2 separate regions of the Mus musculus genome follow, and region 2 is linked to region 1. A link is a contact called in public Hi-C data. All regions are on one chromosome and are shown on one strand. The core of a region is the stretch at or near the end of the contact, and the rest is flanking DNA. Distances in the headings are between cores, read along the strand shown.

Region 1 (6,506 bases), core at 1,238-3,737:
ATTTTTATAATACACATAGCATAATATCTAGTTATCATAAGTGATTGCCATTATTGGTATTTATCTAACTTTTGACAACTCAGAGTGTTGATAATTATCTTAAAAATGAAAAATGAGAATGGTGGATTTAGATAAAAATGTATAATTATAGCAACATTAATTATCAAGCTAAGTCGATGGTGAGATTAGCCTCCAGAGTCTCACTGTGTAGCCTTGGCTGTCCTAGAACCCGGTACCTAAACCAGGTTGTTCTTGGGCTCACATGTCCACCTGCCTTGGCTTCCTGGTGTTGGGGTTAAAGGAGAACACCACTGTGCTCAGATTACCAAAGTAGTGTTTCATAAATCCACAATATATGTTAACAGGTTCTGAAGTAGTATTTGATGGGATATGATATCTGGCTCCCAGGTGAAGCACGTGCCTTCCATTGTGAAAAATCTAAGTAGTGTGATTGTGGTATTGGACAGCCTGCCTCTGTGCATGTCTAAATGCTAAGATGTGGTTCAACCGTCAGAAGCCAGGCACAGTGCTAGACACATGGCTCAGGGGGAAGAATGCTCGCTGTGCAAACACAGAGACTTGAGTTCAGATCCCAGTGAGCATCTTAACAACTAAAATAACCTACAGTGCCTGCAGTCACTGCTGTGGGGATGCAGTAAGGAGGGTCACTGGGGCTTGCAGGCTGCCTCTAGCTCCGGGCTTAGGAGACCATCCAAGGGAATAAGGCAGAATGAGAGAAAACCTTATCTATCTCCTCCACATAGGCACGGATGCTGGCCCATCTCTCTCTCTCTCTCTCTCTCTCTCTCTCTCTCTCTCTCTCTCTCACACACACACACACACACACACACTAATAAGTTCACGGTTACCCTCAGTTATGTAGGAGCTTGAGGCTCACCTGGGATTCATGAGACCTTGTCTTAACCAATGAAAAACTGAGTAACTTCATTATTTTCTTTGAAAATTAAATACCATACTACCCTGAACCCTTACAAGTTTAAATATTTACAATTTATTCACGCAAGCATTCTACCACTGTGCCATACCACCAGACCTATTACATACAGTGTATTTAGTATCCAGAAGGTTTAGGGTAACTATGTACTGAAATAAAACCATCAGAAGCTTGTCAGAAAGCTCACAGTAAGATGTTGCTAGTGCCTCCTTTGAGCTCCCGTGTCATTAAAGGAGTAAGTATTCTAAGAGTAGCATGTCAACTCTTCAGCACAGCACCAGAGACGGTCAGTCTGGAGAATACAGTGTGATCTGCCTTTGGATCTGAGAGGGCCGTGGACAGAGAATGATTTGCATAGGTTTTCTTTCCCTGCTGGCGGTCAGCTCTCGGTTTATTCTTAACTAAGTAGTTAGAGAAGAAAGACTACATTGTCAACTTCTCTTACAAGGCTAAGCCACACTATATTGATCCAGGAAGTCAAGGTACAATATATCAGAAATATGTTTTCATATAGCAGGTGAGACAGAGCCATAAACATGAATTTCTAAGTAATAATTAACAGTGAAATGAACAATTACAACTGTAATATACCGTTCCAGATAGATGTGCTCGTAAGGAGATTTGTTTTGTAGCTTTATGAGTCACACATGCAAGCTTTATATTTTTAAAAGTAAGTTTCCATTGTTAGAAACTATGACTTTTGAAGACTAAAATTCTTCTTTTTATATAAAAGATTTATTTATTGTTATATGTAAGTACACTGTAGCTGTCTTCAGACACACCAGAAGAGGGCATCATATCTCATTACGGATGGTTGTGAGCCACCATGTGGTTGCTGGGATTTGAACTCAGGACCTTCCGAAGAGCAGTTGGTGCTCTTAACCTCTGAGCCATCTCGCCAGCCCCAAAGACTAAAATTCTATGTGCTCAGTGCTGTCAGGACAGTGGATCATGTGAATTTTAGAAATACCCATGTTAAAGGTAAATATGCTATAGCGAGGATATTCCCAGATCTTCCAGTCACAGAAATGTGGTCTGAAGCCTTCATGTTGCTTGTAACAAACTGCTGTCTTTGAGATGCAGCACAAATACTGTGTGTTATCCCCACCCCACCCAGCTTGGGGTCCACAGTGGGGCTGTTCTGCTGTTTAATTGTGGAATACTTGCTTTATTCTTGAAAAGTTAAGTTAGTATCCTTCAAGTACTTCAACACCCATTCCCATCGTACTGTACTTTATTTAATGGGCTTATTAGTGTTTGGGGCGGGGGGCGGGGGAGAGCAGAGGAAGAGAGAGAACAAAACTGCACATAAGCAAGTGTTTAAGCACTGTGTGTATGTATAAGAATGTAACACTCCTTGAAAAAGCCTAGTTCTTTTTACTGAATTATTTTACATTCGTTTTGAGGAGTATATATCTTCAGATAAAATATAAATAGCTTCGAATCTGAGCATTTCAGAAATATCAGTTGCTTACCATGCCTTAGAGCCTGGCGGCACACCACTTAATTCTTTTCAGTGCTTTGCTCAGTAGGCTCCCTGGCGCCTACCTCTGCTTGTCAGTTTGTTTTTCTGCCGAGCTGCTTGCCTTTATTGGCATTTAATTACTGTTTTCCTCTGATGCCTGTTTTTCATCTAAGTTAGTAATAGTGTACAGCATTTATGTGGAGTTTTATGTGTTCTGCGCTTTATGTAATCATTCACTAGGTAATTCGCATATCCCTTTGACAGCCCTGAGCAGTTTACACTCTTACAGAAGTGCAGATGAGTTTCTGTGGAGCTCTGCCTTTGCATGGCTCCGCTGAGGGAATGGCACAGTAGGAAGCCGGTCCGAACTGCCTCCAGCCTCTGCTCCCGAGGCTACTGAGTCCTCTCTGAGTCCCCTCGGGAAGTTGACTTATTCCAGAGTTTGTGGGAGTGGGTTTTTTGTTTTTGTTTTTTAAATCCTTTGATTTACCAATTTTTCCACAATGCTCATTATCTTTCTTTAAGTTCGGAAAGGCCCTCCTATTATTTTGATAATTGATAACTTTTAATTAAATATAACCTGAGATGTCTTACAGCAAAACGCATCTCGTTAGCTTCATTTCACCCTTGCAGATTTTTGTCTCGACATTTGAGGAACTGTGCTACTTTGATTAATTATTGCTTTTCTCAATTCTTATAGAACTGGTCACATAGATTGTTTTTTAGTAATGTTATTATATAGACTTTCATTTGATTCTTCCCACTAATTTCTGTACATCAAACAGTAATTACAGATAGTATAAAGCAGTGCTCAGTCATTTCTTAGAATATTAATATGACCTTATAATGGGCACTGCCATAAATTAGGATTTATCAGAGAAAAATCACAATGAAGACACAGAAATTGAAGAGGAAACTAAGAATTTGGAGACACAAATTATTTTCACAGAGTTTACAGTTGACTGATTTATTTAAATTATATATTTCACAATTTACTATGTTACAAATTATAAAATTTCTAGGGATAAATGTTTCAGTTTTACTTCTGAAATATATCTTAAATTTTTTGTTGTTTTGGTTTTTTTTTGTTTTGTTTTGTTTTTTCGAGACAGGGTTTCTCTGTATCTCTGGCTGTCCTGGAACTCAGTCTGTAAACCAGGCTGGCCTCAAACTCAGAAATCCTCCTGCCTCTGCCTCCCAAGTGCTGGGATTAAAGGTGTGCACCACCACGCCTGGCCAACTTCTAATATCTTGTTTCAATATTTGTCTATGCATGTGTACTTGCTCTTTACTTCAGCATTTCAGAAGTAAGCAGTCAATGAAAGAGTGGTGATGGGGCTGGAGAGATGGCTCAGTGGGTAAGAGCAATGACTGCTCTTCCCAAGGTCTGGAGTTCAAATCCCAGCAACCACGTGGTGGCTCACAACCATCCGTAAAGAGATCTGACTCCCTCTTCTGGGGTGTCTGAAGACAGCAACAGTGTAAATAAATAAATAAATAAATAAATAAATAAATAAATAAATAAATAAATAAATAAATAAATAAATAGAGTGGTGATGTGCCCACCAGGCAGAGTAGTCCAACTGTCAAAAAAACTCCTCTTGCGCAAACTCCTCTTAGCAATAGCTAAGCCACTCATCAACTAAGTATAACAGTGCCTGCTCTGCTGTCTTTATTGATTACAAACTCGATTTATCTTTAGTTCAAGCCATCAGATTCATGTTTATTCTTTTTATTTTTCTCTTAACTCTCACAACATGATCACTTTTTTAAACTTGGGTTTTTAACAGCAACTTAAATAAAGAGAAGTCAGCCCTGCTGCAGACGAAGAACCAGATGGCACTGGATCTGGAGCAGCTCCTCAGTCACCGCGAGGTACTCGTCCCACCTGCAATCCATGTCTGTCTGCTTCGGCCTGGCCTTCAAATGCAGCTTTGGGTTAAGATAACACCGGGATCCTGGTGTCCAGTGGTCTCAGTGACTTCTGTTTGTAGCTCACTGCGATCGCTCCATTGTTATAACATTTGATTTGTGATATACTTTATTTTAGAGCTAACTCACTTCTGGAGGGTGTTTCTTGTTGACCGGTATGATTTGTTCTATCTCAGTCACGGATTTGCACATTATTTAATCACTACCTGCTTTCTTTCTTTCTACCGTAACTTTCCTCAGTGTTGCTCTCTGTCTTACATCACAGTCTGCCTAGCTGTAGTACACAGTACTAAAGTTCAAGGGCTTCTTTTTTGGCTTTTTCTTTTTGCGTTGTTGTTGCTGCTGTTGCTGTTGTTGAGAGGGGTGGTGTGATGACTCTGAGGCCAGCCTCCAGCTCCCTAGCCAACTGTAATGATGCACTTCTGACCCTCCCTCTTCCTAAATGTTGCTCACCAAATGTTTTTACTTCTTTGAGAAACTGAATTTTTTCTAAAGATTTATTTATTTATTTTATGTATGTGAGTACACTGTTGCTGTCTTCAGAACAGGGCATGGGATCCCATTACGGATGGTTGTGAGCCACCATGTTGTTGCTGGCATTTGAACTCAGGACCTCTGGAAGAGCAGTCAGTGCTCTTAACCACTGAGCCATCCCTCCAGCCCCGAAACTATGTTTTTAATTTATAAACGTTATTGTTGAATATTAAAGTGCAGTGTATTTTGGTCACACTCACACAGTCTCTCAGATTCTGACCTACTTCCTACTCACTTAGCCTTGGACTCCTTTCCTCCCGTCTGGCTTACCTCTCCCTTCCAGCCTTCCTGTCTCTTTAAATCCATTCAGTCCATTTCTCCATTTTATACTGGCCTAATTTTTTGTGGTTTTCTTGAGATTTATTAGAAAATATAAACGGGACAGGTATATAGCACGATTGGTAAACTGCTTGTCTGGTATGCACAAGGGCCTAGGTTTCATCCCTAGCAGCAGATAAAGCTGAGCATGGTGACACCTATAATTCCAGCACTCAGGTGACAGAGGAAAGATGGACAGAAATTCAGGGTCATCCTTAGCCACATAGGAAGTTTGACGTTGGCCTGAGGTACATGAGACCACACACGCACAAATCCATAGTGTGACGTGACTTTGGGGGTGTTGATGCCCCTGTTTCTTTTGGCAAATAAATGTAGTTGTTAACTACTCCCAGTGTCAATATGTAAAATAGTCTCACCACCCCAAAAACTCCCTCATGCCCCCTTTGAGGAGACTTCCTTTCTTTTCCCCTGTCCTGTGCCTTAATGTCAGCCTGCTTTCTTCATCTGCAGTTTCACCTTCTATAGAAAGTTTTATGAATGTCATTAGCAACGTAGCGTTTTCACCTGGCTGTTCTCATTCACTGAGATCTGTGCCACATTACCCGGCTGCAGCGCGGTGCACTGGTCCATTCACTGCTTGATGGCTGGCTACTTGGGTCATGTTATGGTACATTTAAATGTTTAATTTACTCTTACATTAATATGACAATTTAATATACTAGTTATAATTTTATATCTAGATTATGATTGCATATTTATGTTATTTATTCATGTGTTTCATTTTAAAATACAGTACCAAATCTACAGATAAAAACCCCTCTAAAAAGTTGTTTGCAGGTACTTGTGCAAGCCATGGGCCTCTCTTTCCCTTGGATGCATGCTAGAGCACAAACTCGGGGTGAGCATATGTTGGTAAGAAACTGCCAAACATCTCTAGGGTCAGTATGCTCTTGCACTTTCTATCACAATAATACGAGTTCCAGTATCTCTGTATCCTTACCAACATATTGCTAAATGTAATGATTTTGCCTAAAGTATTTTTCCAGTGAATTATCTTAAGCATTGCTTCTTCTCAATAATGTTTTTATCAATTTTATTTTTCTACAACAAAAAGTTTAAAAAGAAATCACTGTTTTTCGAGGTTAATAAAGTTGCTTTCTGGTGTAGAAAAAGTCTGTCAACTCTGTGGGAAGAAATCACTGAAAGAATATCATCAAGAGGGCTGGAGAGATGGCTCAGTGGTTAAAAGCACTGACTGCTCTTCCAAAGGTCCTTAGTTCAAATCCCAGCAACCACATGGTGGCTCATAGCCATCTGTAATGGGATCTGATGTACTCTTCT
Region 2 (7,040 bases), core at 2,070-4,569, 530 kb after region 1:
TTTTCATAGGCTATCTTACTGCATAAATTCCAAGGTGCTATGTTGTAAAGAGTTTATGTATTTATTCAAGCCTGTGGCTTTACATTTGGTTCTTGGATGACAAGTATCGGTACATTCTGGGAACTTGTTAACCACACAAGGTCTCATCGTCCTCCCTAGATCTGCTGTAATAAGATCTTTTAACAGTTGATCCAAAAATCTGCTTTTCATAGAGAGCTGCCGATCAAGTTGGAGAAGCGCTGTTCTAGAACTCTCTGTGCTTCGGATGTGGCAGCCCCCCAAGGAGGAGCCCAGCAGTTAGAACTCGTGATTCAGACTACTCCTCACTTCCTTCTATTTTTCTCTCCATATGCTTTTCTGTGCTGACTTGGAGCACATACTCTGCCAAGGTTTTGATTGATGCCCTCTTGTGGCTGTGAGGATTTCTAAATGTACAGCAAAATTCTTTGACCTACTGCTCCCTTTCTGGCTTCTTATCTCTCTATCATTCTGGGAAAACTCAGTCTTAATGATCCGACATTATTGGAAGCAATATTCACCACCGTGTCCTCCCCGCACAAGTGTTTCTCCCCTCTATTCCTGTTTATCATCACTGATCTCACAGCAGGACTGGACCCAGTGTCAGCTGCATGAATCACTTATCTCTCAGGCAAAGTTATGGGGGGGGGGTAATAAAATCTCAGTAACAAAATAGTACTTTAATGAGATATATTTTAGTTAAACTTTCTATGAAATTATTCGTGATGAGCTATATGAAAATTTTAAAGTTACTACCATGAAGCTGGGGATGTGACTCAGTGGTGACACACTTGCACGTACAAGGTTCTGGGTTTACCCCCCCCCCCCCCGGACTGTCTCCCCACAACATGCCACCAGAATAAAGTTAACTTTGCTATGACTAGCCATGGTGGAGCTTGAGGCAAAAGAGAAAATCTGTGGTACTAATCTTGTGAAATTTAAAATGTAGTCTTTTCATGGATACTATGCACATGTTTCTCCTTTTCCAAATAATTCATAGGATTTCTTCACATTAATTATTGCAGTTTTGGTGGCCACTCATTTGTTACTAGACAAAGCATTCTTTGCCTCTTATACCAAAACAGTGCTTCAGAACAGGGCCACATCCTCTTCCCTGATCACCTAAGTCTTGCTATTTTCAAGCAAGAACAGATACTATGTAATGACTTGACAGGCATCAAGAAAAACCTGTTACTGGACCCATCACACCCATCTTTCCCCTCTGTATTAGCTTTCCATGTCATAACTAATACTTTAGCCAAGTATTGGCGGGGGGGGGGGGGGAAGCACATCTCGGTTTCAAAGGTGAATATTATAAATCCAGACATCTTTCTTATATTGGCTCAATACAAGATAGAGTTCTAGCAGAGGAAGTGGCTCCCAAAAGGAAGAGCTTGGAGGAATCTGGGGCCACTGCTTGTCCCAGGGCTGGGGGCAATCTGATCATCTATCTTTAGCAACAACATAGCACTCCACACCATAACTCTTGCTCATGGACCACCTTGTCATTGGGCTCTGGATGAATCTTTAATTAGATTATACTTTTTGATTTCAGAAACCCTCCCCCCCTCAGACACACACACACACACACACACACACACACACAGACAGACAGGAATTGGGCAGCCATTTTAGTCTAGACTATAATTGACCTCCTTCACGGTCTTTTTATCACTTCACAATGCATTTGAGACAAAGCAGAATTGTGATGTCATTGAATAAACCAAAGCAGCATTTGAAAAGGTTGGAGGCTGGGTTGCCTTCGTAGTATGTTCACTAGCTGTGATCGCAGCTCTCCAGAAGCTTCTAAGGCTATGAGATGGAGACCTCAAATGCAGATACACAGAACAGCACACACAAAGTCGTTTCTACCACCACATCTACCCATCAAAACAAAATGACAGTTCAAACGTGTTCTTGAGGCATGGCACTGTTTCTTTCATACATTTCCAAACCAAATGCAGCCGCAGCCGCAGCCAGACTCACGGGTCTTTGAAGATGCCAGAGTACTCTGTGCACAAATTCACCTTTCATGCAAAAAATTCCAAAACCCAGTCTACAAACATGCCCTTCATAAATCACCAAAGAGGCTCTTAGTTGCACTACTGCATGAATTAAAATTGTCAGGACTCTTTCCCTTTACAGAAGTCAGTCGGTCTCCTTTAAAGTTCTGAGAGCTGTCAGGTTTCTAGAGTTTGAACTCCAATAAAGAAACACGATTTTTCTTTGTATTTAGGGGTTTACAACAGAGTGTCAAGCTCCGACCTGTTTTGAAAGTCGCCTGAGCAGGTTGGGATTCTATTACTATAGTAACATAACAAGATAAAGGATCTTAAGGATAATTTTTTTTCCTAAGATTTTTCAAGAGATTTCTTCTTGCCATTTATGGCTTGAGAGAATTATCTTGTGTAAATTTATGTATTGTGAAATTATCTGTCATTGGAGTGTTTAATTTTTCATGCTTTTATAGTCTAGAATGCACCGTAAGTGCATTGAGCCAAATGAGGAGCCTTTGGGACACCTTTGCACCAGTGAACACTGTTGTGCTTTTGTGGGGTTTTGTGGAGTGTGCCAGTCTATCGCCAGACAGGGGGCAAACTATGTCAAATGTGGGGTGACTTCATTTGTACTCTGACGAAGAGCCATGTGATGTGCCAACCACTGAGAGGAAAAAACAAGGACCGTATTAACATATGTCTCTGCCATTAACCTTGAAAGCCACTATACTCACATCTTCCAGAGGATGGGGCACACTTCCTAGGTTATTGGACAAGTGTCCAATCCACCACAATTCAGTAGACACCAAATCTACCAGGCACCTTACAGAAAACTCAGCACAAGAGGCTCGGGGTGTGTGACATAAGAGAGGGACTACCATGGCATTATGCACCCACACACCCTTTACTTCTCTGAAGCCCTCAAACAGTTGGAAAGTACCCTCTAATCACATTACTGTCCCGGGTAACGTGAGTCATAAGGATAAGATGCCAAAGTTTTCCAAATCACTTTGCACCCTAATATATATAAATAAATCATGAAGTGGCTTAGAGTAATGGGAAGTTATGAGGAACTTTTTCTTCTAAACGTTTTAAAATGAGTCCCAAGCATTATCCAGCCAGAGACGGGAAAGGACGTTAATGTTTACAGGTTTGCATGCACGCACAGGTTCTGCTTGGTTCGCGGTGGCTCTTCCGTCCTCCCAGGGGCTGTCTGCTGAAGCATTCCCTGCTGCTGTGGGTGAGTCAGTCCTTTCGGTTGGATACAATTTGCAGCCCCATTATCCAGTCTAATCGCAGCAAAATGCAACCAGAAACATCCTCCCACCCCCACCCGCCAAGTTGCTGGCGCAGGCAAATGGGAAGCTTGCTCATGTTCATTTCGGTTGCCATGACATTTCCTCAATTACCTCACGGACCTGAATCACTCGTCCTCGACGCTGTTTTCATCCCGACTGTCTGGAAGACAGAGACTTGTTTTTGTTTGGAGGTACTCAAGAGAAAACCATAAGCGGGTCAAGATGCTATGGTTCTCTCGAACGTTGGACAGGCCCGGAATGCCCTTGGAAGCTTCAATCTACCTTAGGCTGACTGTGAGAGCCAGCTGGTCACATAAGCACTGGGATTTACTTATTTTCAAAAGAGGCATTCCTAGGCAGCACCCCCATTTTACAAATGTGAAAGAACACCTCTAAAGGTTAAATGTGGAGGAGTCATAACACATATAACTGAGAAGAATAATGGACGGTGCAGACTCCTGAGATGCGTGTGGGAAGGCATGGAGAGGCGTGCATCTCCTAAGGCCTTTCTTTCCCCTGTGTCTGTTTCAGATGCTCTGAAACGAGCTGTGTTTCTAAGTGTATCATGAAAAGGCATTAATCAAATCTGCAATATTTGTCTTTAGAAGGAGTTTTGGCACGATATTCTACCCTTTTTGATGATATGTTATAGTATACATTGAGGCAGCCCCCCCAACACATAAATAAATAAGAAATGTTAAAATGTAGCAATATTTGCTCACACAGCAAGGGATGAGGTATGGCTTTCAGTAAGAAGGGAAGAAATTATATAATTAGCCCTGACTGATAGCTCCATGACCAAGTCATTTTATAAAATTAGCCTTGGGAGGGAGGCATTAATGGAGACAGAAATGAAATCAATGATCACGATAATAATTGTCTATTTCTATTAAGAATGCATAGGAATAATATTTTAAATTCCCTATCTTCTAATCTCACTCCTACCAAGTCTTCCTACTGTGCGTGTTATTAAACATGTTCTGAGCAGAAGGGAAAGGCAAGAGAAACCTCTAACCATCTTTACTATGTCCAACCTCTAAAAAAGAGCCAGGCTGGTCTTTCCCAGAAGTGATGAGAGTGCATTATTTGAGACTGCACGGTCGGTTGTACAGCCTCTTCAAATAGGTCTGTCCTGCTAATATTTATGAAAGGCCACAGGTTCCTCTATCTGGAAGATCTTAGAGGAACCCTATTGTCTGAGCATACTGAAGCTTTCTTTCTCTGAGAAAATCTTGGCAATGGGAAACACATTTGCATATTTATTTATAACAACTGTCACACTTCTCTTTTCCCCCCTCTAAAGAAAATAAGTCTTTAATTTTCTATTGAACTTGTTCAGTTGACAGAAAATCTCTTATGCAGCAGCCTCATGCTTAAAACATGAAGCAGGAGCAAACTACCAACACTATATGGAAATCGTCTGGAAGAAAGCTCTTTTCTGGTTGGAGTCATTTACATTGGAAACACAAACATGATCTTATTGAAAGAAGTGCTGTATGAGCCGAATGGCTGAAAGAGATTTTAAGCTTCACCTCTTCGGAGTCCAGGGAATGTGGTAGGAAATCGAAATAGACACATGGTGATAATTTTAGAAGTGGGCTTGCATCCCAGTTGTGACAATTTTTTTTTCCATAGCATCTTCTAAGGTGATGTATTTTCTAATACCGGAGAATACTAGAAAGCTCATCTTAGAGAAATGCATTACACATTATCTGATGACGTTAGTGGCTCATAGGCTTATATGTACATATGCCTGTAACTTTGTGCTTTGCCTAAGGCCCCTCCCCCTCTTCATTCCGGACACTTTGAAGCCTTAGAATCAGTGAAGCCAGAAGCCCACAGCGACATCAGCAAGACCTCTTAACCCAATTCATCTTTGAGGAAGTTTGACTGTTCCTTCCCTCCTCTGGGCCCATCCCTGAGGTGTTGAAGAGACAAGAGAGAGAGACGTGGTGCTTGAAGCTAGCCTAAAAGACACATTTTAAGAGTGATCTGGGATTTTCACTTAAAACCATATCCTGCAAAATGGACTTAACTTTTGTGAATAGGTCCTGCCTTTTAGAACAGCCTGGAAGAGAAGAGAAAAAGACAGTGCTTTGGTGTTAATTTGCGTTCTGCGTAGAGACGGGGGGGGGGGGGTCTTTTCTATCTCCTTTTCTTTTCCCACCTCCCAAGCTGACCTATTCCTTCTGAGCCAATCAAGTGTCCTTTACTGAGCACCCTCTGTTGCAGTGTAAGGTACTCAGAGTTATACAAAGAAGTCCAAGACTTGGTGCTCCATTTCATGATGAGAGCTGTCAGAGTAATACGAAAATGGGCTAGAGCTGAGTTAAGGAACGGCAGTGAGCGAAGGAACCCAGGCCTGCTTACTGAAGGATGTTCTCAACAGGCAATGGCGGAAGGACCCAGTTCTCTAAAGGGACAATAGCGTTTTTTTCGAAGGCATCACAAAACTGGAGAGTAGTGAGGAGACCTATTTCACTCTTATTTCATATTTATAAATATGAATAATGAGTGAAACATTTCACTCTGGATTAATTGTATTAGCCATACAATTTCACTGAAAAGTAGTATATTATTGTGGATTAAAAATAAATAACCTGAAAAGCAAGCTATCTTTTCTTCCTCTTCTCACACTTTCTGAAATGTAAGTGTATCTTTTTTTTCCCTGACTGTAAAGATGTTAAGTATTCTAAACTTTGTTGTTGTTTGAGATAGGGTCTTGTATCGTCTATCCTGACTTGAAATTCACTCGATAGCTTAAGCTAGCCCTAAACTCCTAGTACTTCTGCTACAGCTTCACAAGCTCGGGAGTTACAGGTATGCCAGCCAACACCACCCCCACCCACCCTCTAAACTGTTTTAAACGTCATTAAGGAGAGTGTGAGTGCCAGTATGTAATCTTAACTAAACGGATTAACTAAACAAAACAGACCTGCTATTTGGTAATTTATTGCTCCAAATTTTAATACCATGATGAAAAAGGAAATATACATATTCTTAATTATGTCAAAATAAACTACTTTAAAAGCACTTTAAGCTTCTCAGGTATGTAAAGATGCACGCAGGGACTTATGATGTAGCTTAAATGTGGCGTCATAAGGTCTGTCATGTACCCACATGTCTATTTGTTAGCACAGCCTTGGTTTAGTAAAACCACTGTGTTTTTCTTCTGGTCAGAAACCAGACTTTTGTGTAGGAATGATTCCTAAGCAAATAAAAAGCCTAGCTTCCTTAAACTTTATTAGGATTATAATTTCCATGAAATGTTATCAGGACTATTATATTGTCAAACAGTTCTGTTGTAGTGTGAGAATCACAGAGTTCACTAGCCAACCCTGTCACATGACAGTGAGGACCATGAGTGACTCTGCTTCACTGAATACACTGATGCACTGGGTCCTTCCTGGAACCACTTTTCTTTCTTTCTTTTCTTTCTTTTTTTAAAATTAGATATTTTTCATTTACATTTCAAACGTTATCCTGTTTCCTGGTTTCCCCTCCAAAAACCCCCTATCTTCTCTTCCCTCCCCCTGCTCACCAACCTACCCACACACGCTTCCTGGCCCTGCCATTCCCCTACACTGAGGCATCAAACCTTCACAGGAACAAGGGCCACTCCTCCCACTGATGACCAACTAGGCCATCCTCTGCTACATATGCAACTAGAGCCATGGGTCCATCCATGTGTACTCTTTAGTTGGCGGTTTAGTCCCAGGGAGCTCTG

What was found. A called contact is a pair of places that touch in the nucleus more often than the background predicts.
Region 2: a Hi-C map of cortical neurons shows a contact between it and region 1, with 2.3 times the contacts expected there. The contact joins two enhancer-like sites. A contact is called at or near these places in 1 of 484 Hi-C or Micro-C datasets (cortical neurons) and 1 of 115 datasets of contacts at active chromatin or transcription factors (embryonic basal ganglia).

The regions. Positions count from the first base shown.
Region 1 is chr14:99,217,349-99,223,854 of GRCm38.p6, forward strand. It overlaps Pibf1 (progesterone immunomodulatory binding factor 1), which reads left to right. Exons shown (of 18, transcript NM_029320.3): 16 at 4,211-4,295. Among named protein-coding and RNA genes, the nearest start is that of Klf5, 78 kb to the right of the region's middle. Within about 2 kb of position 2,488, at least 28 of the 459 cell types and tissues checked have an H3K27ac peak or open chromatin away from gene starts, as enhancers often do. A contact at or near this core is called in cortical neurons, where this site is marked.
Region 2 is chr14:99,745,037-99,752,076 of GRCm38.p6, forward strand. No RefSeq gene overlaps it. Among named protein-coding and RNA genes, the nearest start is that of Gm22970, 25 kb to the right of the region's middle. Within about 2 kb of position 3,320, at least 48 of the 459 cell types and tissues checked have an H3K27ac peak or open chromatin away from gene starts, as enhancers often do. A contact at or near this core is called in cortical neurons, where this site is marked.